2 separate regions of the Zea mays genome follow, and region 1 is linked to region 2. The links are chromatin contacts, called in public Hi-C maps. All regions are on one chromosome and are shown on one strand. The core of a region is the stretch at or near the end of the contact, and the rest is flanking DNA. Distances in the headings are between cores, read along the strand shown.

The links. A called contact is a pair of places that touch in the nucleus more often than the background predicts.
Region 1: a contact with region 2 is called in a Hi-C map of leaf, with 5 times the contacts expected there. The contact joins the promoter of LOC100283417 here to the enhancer-like site in region 2. A contact is called at or near these places in 3 of 25 Hi-C or Micro-C datasets (endosperm and leaf).

Annotation. Positions count from the first base shown.
Region 1 is chr1:196,666,530-196,670,307 of Zm-B73-REFERENCE-NAM-5.0, forward strand. LOC100283417 reads left to right here and starts at 1,636. Exons shown (of 13, transcript NM_001412528.1): 1 at 1,636-2,062; 2 at 2,249-2,335; 3 at 2,824-3,084; 4 at 3,167-3,241; 5 at 3,325-3,423; 6 at 3,504-3,698. The coding sequence starts at 1,864.
Region 2 is chr1:196,544,546-196,548,649 of Zm-B73-REFERENCE-NAM-5.0, forward strand. It overlaps the pseudogene LOC109943483. Among protein-coding and RNA genes, the nearest start is that of LOC103642648, 40 kb to the right of the region's middle. Within about 2 kb of position 1,311, at least 12 of the 20 cell types and tissues checked have an H3K27ac peak or open chromatin away from gene starts, as enhancers often do. A contact at or near this core is called in endosperm and leaf, where this site is marked.

The DNA of each region.
Region 1 (3,778 bases), core at 386-2,885, 120 kb after region 2:
CGCACTTTGTTCCTCGTATCACATTTTAAAGTTACAAGCTCCACATGAGCTAGAACCATCAGCTACAAAGAATAGTGAACTATAAACATTTCACAATACGTGTGTACCGCGATTTAGAAAGGCTCCATCTTCTTCAGGCTCCCTGTTTGCATTGGGAGGGTCAGCAGTACAAAAGCATGCTATCTTCAGACTCCCAGCCATGGAGAGGAGCGTGCAACGGCACGCTGTGGCGGTGGGAGAGGATTTGTCCATCCGCGAGCCTGAAGATGTGCGCGACCGCACCGTGGCCCCGCGCGGCGACAGCCACCAGCGTCGCGGCAACCAGCCGCTGCGAGGAGCTTGCGGACGGCTGCGAGTTGTCAACGTGTGTTAGCGCTAGGGATGGAAGAGAAGGAGAGTAGACACAAAGTGGCGGCTGCAGGAGGAAGATAGGTTAGCGACGAAGTGTTTCTTTCTGTTTGTTCTCTGATTTTCGATGCCCGTTTACGGTTCCAGCGTATGTATATATCCCATATTACAGATCGGCCCAGCCAGCCATCAATTGATCCATTCCGGCCCAGTTACTCGGACGCTACCGTGCTTGATACGCTGAGGCCGCCCTGAGACACAGGGCCGACCCTGAGGGGTGCGGAGGGTACGGCCGTACCGGGCCTCCAAAAATAGAGGGCCCCTTAGCTACTGGACGGTAGCATTTTTTGTTAAACCTATCTATTCTAGACACAAATACGTAAAGAGCGATGTGATATCGAGTTATCGACTAATCTCATTTATATTGTTAAACTAACGTCTCAATTACTTATCGAATACTTTATCTGTTTCAAAATAGTATTTGGTTTAACTCTTAATTTTTATGTTTATATTGATGATGTAAATCCACTAGAGAAGCAAAACAAATTTTATTTTGATATAGAGAGAGTATTATAAACTATACATATGATGGTTGCTTCGGTAGAGAGAAGCTTTTTAAAATTTAATTTTTTAATGAACTATTTATGGTCAATAATAACTCAAGAGAGGTTAAATAGTTTGGCGATTCTATATATCGAAAAAAGTTATCGGATGAGATTGATCTTGATGATATAAGCGATGACTTTGTATCACAAAATGTTAGAAGATATTTTTAATAATATCATATAATAAGTAAGTGTTTTTTGCTATATTTTACATCTGTTATCTTATAAACTTCAAAAATGAGCATAATAATTTTTATACATTAAATATTCGATAATATATATATAATTATATATATTTGTGTGTGAATGGAGCCTCTATATTGAATTTCGCATTGTGCCTCTGAAAAGGCAGGAGCAGGAACGGCCCTGCTGAGACATCGCCTCCTTCTGTCTTCACCGTCGGATCCTTCTCGCCATGGTTCCTATGTCTTCCGGTACAGCGGAGCTGACAACGTGATCAACGGCTTGTGGGCGGTGGACGACGATGTCGGGGGCGGCGAGGTCATCGACGGCGAGGTCGGTGGCTCCGTCCGATCCGAGTGTCTGCGTTAGGGGAGAGAGGGTCAGAGAAAGCAAGTGCAAGGGGGTTTTCGTGAAATTGGAATGCCAACAAGGAGCAGGTGCGGAGGGGCTTTTATGTAATATTCGCGCTGACCGTTGATTATGAGATGGAAGGCCAGGATCAAATTTGTGCATTTGTGCACTGTCCTTGTGCACCTGATACGAAGACTTTGGAACACTCTAGAACCCTACTCGATTGGATTTAAACCCGGGTTTGGGTGGCGTCGCCTTTCATCATTTCCCCCCTCGTGCTCTCTCTCGAACCTTCTTCCAAAGCACCCGAACCCTAGTGATCTCGGAACCCTAGCCGCGCGCGGATCTCGGCTTTTCCCCTTCCTCCACGCCAGCCATGGACGAGGACTTCGAGATGCCTCCCGCCGGCGCCGATGAGATGATGGGCGACGACGAGATGGGCGACTTCGGCGGCGACGAGGGCCCGGTGATGAAGGTGGGCGAGGAGAAGGAGGTCGGCAAGGAGGGGCTCAAGAAGAAGCTGCTCAAGGAGGGCGAGGGCTGGGAGACTCCCGAGGTCGGCGACGAGGTTGAAGGTATCCTGCCCCCGGTTCCTCCCATGCTGCACTTGTATCTCTGTTAGTGTGATGCGGTCAGTGAGACTCGCCCAGTTCTGGCTGCGAGTTAGCTGATGGAATTCGGGTTCTCTTGGGTTTCGTGTCAATTTATTGTTCCTTGTCACCTTGATGACTCTTCCTTACTTACCCATGATAATATTTCAGTGCATTACACGGGCACGCTCCTTGATGGGACAAAATTCGACTCAAGCCGTGATCGTGGAGAACCCTTCAAGTTCAAGCTTGGACAAGGTAAATTTCTTCCTCCCCCTGAGGTTATTTCTTCTGTCTCGTTTGAATTTTAAATATGGATTTGGAAGTAGCATTAACCTTGTAATGGTAAAACAGTTCAAAGTTATCAATCTTTCGTTAGTTAGATAAGTAGTTTTGATCACATCGTCTTGTTCCATTGATATCATGGATACTGCCAGTGGACACTTACTGTATCTATGAAATTGATGTAAAGTTGTGAGTGCTTGGTAGTGTCTTCACTTGCCTATAACGAAGTATTTCGTGGCTGTGTTTCTGTTTCTGTTTGTCGCAGAATAATGCCTACTCCGTGTAGATATAGATATGACCCCAAGCGATGCTTACATCGGTATAAGGGGCTATGATGTTTGAAAAACATGCTGATGATTGAGTAAATTCTAGCTTGGAGATCATCCTGTTTCTCTCTTGCCTCTTTGTTGACATTGCCAAGTTGAAAAATAATGCTCATTAACTATTTTGTCAATGCCCAGGTCAAGTGATAAAGGGTTGGGATCAAGGAATCAAGACCATGAAGAAAGGAGAAAATGCTATTTTTACCATTCCTCCAGAGCTGGCTTATGGAGCATCTGGTTCACCTCCAACTATCCCACCCAATGCAACCCTGCAGTTTGATGTTGAGCTGCTTTCATGGACCAGTGTCAAAGACATTTGCAAAGATGGCGGCATATTCAAGAAGATCCTTAAAGAGGGAGAGAAATGGGAGAACCCAAAGGATCCTGATGAAGTACTTGGTAATTTTTTTGCTTATTGCGACACTTTTCATAGAGCTGATTTATTTGGTTCCTATAACTTATACTCTCCTTGCTCTTGTAGTGAAATATGAGGCCCGTCTGGAAGATGGTACTGTTGTATCCAAGTCTGAGGGGGTTGAGTTTACTGTGAAAGATGGTAACCCTCTTATGTTCTGTCTTCACATGGTCTTCTGAAGATTTTTGTGCCTATCGGTTGTTTTCTAACTACTGTATTGCCAGGCTACTTTTGTCCTGCCCTGGCCAAAGCTGTCAAAACCATGAAAAAGGCAGAGAAGGTGCTCCTTACAGTAAAGCCACAATGTGAGATTCCATTTCAAAGTTTGATTATTCTTCTGTAGTTACATGTCTATTTTCTCTGAATTATGACACTTATTTGAACTTCCTCACTTCAAATGCAGATGGATTTGGTGAGAAGGGTAGACCAGCAGCTGGAGAGGAAGGTGCTGTGCCGCCAAATGCTTCGCTGCTCATTGACCTTGAGTTGATTTCATGGAAGACTGTCACAGAAATTGGGGATGATAAGAAAATCCTTAAGAAGGTTCTCAAGGAGGGAGAAGGTTATGAGCGTCCCAACGAGGGTGCTGTTGTTGAAGGTATGCTCAAGTGGTCAAAGTACTTAATTGTAATGATGCTAGTAGCTGTTGGTTCTTGACTCCTTTCAGTTGATTAGGTT
Region 2 (4,104 bases), core at 61-2,560:
GCAAACTGCTTGGAGATGGAAGCGAGACTTTGAAGTTTTAAGGCCTGTAGTGCCGTGGTCTTGCTCCTGGCAGCCTCGCTTGTTTCCTGGATCTTGGATTTCTCCTCTCCAACTCTCTAACCGAGCTATTGACATTGTTAATTGATATTTTTCATTTCAGCTAGGTTTTATTTAGTCTTGGATTTCTATGGTTGTTTTTCATATGATGTATGGCCATTCTCTGCACAACTGGTCGTTCTCATATTTCTATGGCATGTTCTATAGAGCTTGCTAGCCTTTTTCTAAAGTGCAGATATATATTTTTCTCACTATGTTGTGTGCTGTCTGTGCATAATATTTTTTCAAAGGAGCTAACTGAGTATAGTAGTTGTACCATAATAATCATTGCCATAGTCCAAGCTTCACTTTTGTTTGATTTGAGGAGAATAGAGGTGGTGCTAAGCCATAGGGGTAAAACACAATGATGTTATCCTGATTGTTGAATGACCTTTGATCATATATGGTGCATGGTTTTGCACTTATGTTTGGCTATGCTTGAACAAGTTGAATTACATTTTTTCATGTTCATACTTAAATCTCAGCCAAGAGTACTGCTGAATTAGGATTGTTCTAATGTTTAGTTCGAGGTTTTGACGAAAGAGTTTCCAAGAGACATAGATATCATTTACGTATTATTACTGCCATCTTGCTGAATAAAGAATGTGACAAGTACTAAGAAATTTTCTCAGCACTAATGCTTCCAACAACCTATCTATTTATACTAATATAGTTGAACACACGCGCATGGGCACATGTCAAACACTAGTTTCCTTTTCCTATATATTAAAGCTAGTTCAAAACATGGCTAGATAAGATATCCACGCCATCTTTAAATCTTGCAGCCGTCAAATCGTGCCTCAACGGTTTGGGAACTTCCTACCATGTGCGGGCTCTCCTTACACGATACACGATGCTTCGAGACAGCCCTGGCCGCCACGAGAGTTTTCCTTTGCTCTGCGCCCTCTTCGTTACGCGATGAAGCCGAAAAAAATTCTGTACATACCAAATGTAAACACCATCTTTTATAGTCTCACACATACACCACTTAGAGACCTAAGCCCATAAAGACAGATTAAAATTTACAAAATAACTTTTTATTAATTTATTTTTTTATTTATATGGATCAACAACTGATTTATGTGAGGGACGGTAAAAGAGGTTCTTTACATATGCGATGTGAAGAATTTTTTTCCATGGAGCCCACCCCGCAACCCTCGAACACCGCCGCCCACCATGCCCAGCTCCCGTAGCGCCGCACACCCCCAGAAACCGGCAGCGACAGCCGGGAGTACATCCCACCCTCCCCTCCAACGCCGCCGCCCGCCATCCCCCTGCCCTCCGTAGTTCCACGATGTTGGCTTAGGCCGTTGCCTAGGGCTCCATTCCCCTCCCACAGCTCTGCCGCCGCCTCCTGTCCTCTGAAAATGGCTGACCTCTAAAATCTAAACCCTTCAAAGCTTCTGTAGATTCACTTCACATCGTCCATGGCCGCCGCTGCTCGCGTGGCAATCTCACGGCCCCCACCTCTCCCTCTCCCTTCCTCCTCGAGCAGCAGGGCGTGTAACCTGGTTGCTGGGAGGAGCAGCGACCCCAGCGCCACCGCTCGCGCGGCCCTCCCGGCTCCCGCAGCCCCCACCTCTCCCTTTCCCTTCCTCCTCCAACAGCAGGATGCGAAACCTGGTGGCTGGGAGGAGCAGAGACCCCGGCGTTAGGGCTTCTACCTCCACCGCTGGCGCGTATAAGACCACCGCGTCGACAACCTCAGGCGCCACCGTGTTTACGGCCCCAACCGCCACGACGAGGTTGAACTCCACCCGTGGATCTCTCATCGCCAGCCATGGCGCTCTCGTCGCCGGGCACCCGCGACTCGAGGAAGCGTCATCATTGCTGAGTTTTTGTATTATTTTATCCTATTCAACCCCTGATGACTAGATACAAAAGATGATTAACTGAAGCGAGATGTGTGTTTGCAGGGGACGCCGGCAAGGTTGATGTCCTATAAATACATATATTACAAGCATGATCCAAACCTGTTTGGTGAATGGGATTTTGAGGTAAGAACTTCTAGTTCGTGTAGTTTTAATTCATGGTTGTGAAAATGGAATCCATAGTTGACCACAACAACAAATAGGCTATTGACCTGAAAATATTGTTGGAGATATTGAGCAACTACTCTCCTGTTGAAGGTCATTGTTCTGTCTTCTGAATGTTGAAGCTGTTGAAAAGGCCACTTGTAGTATAGAACCTATACCTGCAAAGCAACGATGCTCCTATACCTGCAAAGCAACGATGCAAGAGCAAAACTAGAATTTCCTAGAGAAATGTTTATCTATTAACGATGCTTACATTTTTTGTGTTCAATCTTAGAGTAGCATGATCTGTAATGCTCTTATGTACTGTCCTGATAAATTTTGTGGCGAATATTGGCCTTATCAAGTTCAATTCCACTTTTTAGTTGTGCTTCTGAGATATCACCAGGCTGAAACTATCTCACACACCCATTATTCTCTTGACTACCTCACCCAGGTTGCAAGTGTTACTTTTGATCTATTGTTCCTTCCGATGCTTAGTTCTTAACTGTTTGTTTTAACTTTCTTTGTTGCTTCTTGCTTCAGTTGTCCATGATGGGATAACTAAAAATTGAACTAATTATTTGCATGAAGCCTCATAAGCAAGATTGCAGGACAACAGATACCTTCTTGTCAACGTTTTGGTTTAATATAAGTTTCTCTTCCAATCCTGTTATTGCTGTTAAGTTGGCCACACAGCAGGAGTACTTCCTATCTGTGCATTTCTCTTACATGAGTTTCAAAACTACATGAGAGATAGGTCATTGTTACGATGCAAATTGTTTCCCATATGGCTCTTTGTTTTCATTTTCTATTTTTCTCAAAAACGATTCGAAAACTAATATTTGCCTTCTTTTTTCCTCTGCTTCTCCCTTTCCCTTTCTTAACCGTTTATTTTCATGCTGCTGCTGGAATCCATCTAAGAGATGTCTCCTTTTTAGTTCCTCATTCTTTGTTGCATGTTATATTAGATGATCAGGTACGTAGTCTGCCTTCTCAGAAACATTGTTGTTTGTCCACTTTCCTTTGTGCTTCCAACAACACATTGCACTACATTATCTCATTCATGCACTTTTGCGTAATTAGACATAAGTGCTGCTTTTTAGAACATACACAAGCATATGCCTCTCAACTATAACCACTTAACTATGGGTACACATCCTGATGGATGGTCTAAATTTTAAGAATAAGAGAAACTTACATTTATGTCGATGTAAACAAACTTCTATATTGGGAAGTTGAAAAGGACATTGGTAAATCATCTGCAATACTGTTTTCAGCTTAATTTTACTTTCTTATTATATGGTTGATAAAACACAACTGATGACGACCATACTTTGCTATTTTTTGGATAGTGAGTAACACACTTACAAAATACTACATGTTTGCAATAGGTGGTACATGCTAATTATGCAAATGAAAGTTCCTTTTTAGGATTGTTAAATAGAGTTCTAGAGTTTGGGATTTCTTTTGGGTATCTTTTCGGAAGCATTCATATTATTAGTAAAGATATCTTTTGTTAAACAAAGGTTCTCCGCAGTATTCTGTGCGGGCCGTTCATGGGATCTAATTTTCCTCCCCTGTCCACATCCCCTTCCTCCCGTTTCTTCATTCTCAGATCACTATTCGATTTTTTCATATAATAATATGAATCTTGATGGTTTCACACTATGGTTTTAGGACAATCATTTTGTTCTAAACTTTTTTTCTTGGTGTGTACTGTGCATGCAAAGGTCTCTAATCTCTCTTGAAGTAAGCTACATCACTAAGATATTGCAGCCCATACCAGAAGACAGAAGAGGTACATGATCTCGATGTTGTTCTCTTTATCTAGATAAAATATCCCTCTCTCTATCAATAGATGCAATGACAAACTATTAACCCTTCTAATAATGTGAAGTAAAGTTGTTTGTTCACAAATTAAATTACCTATGCTATCTGATCTTCTCATTTGTATTATTGTTTTCCACTACAAGACTCAATTCATGCATGTCTT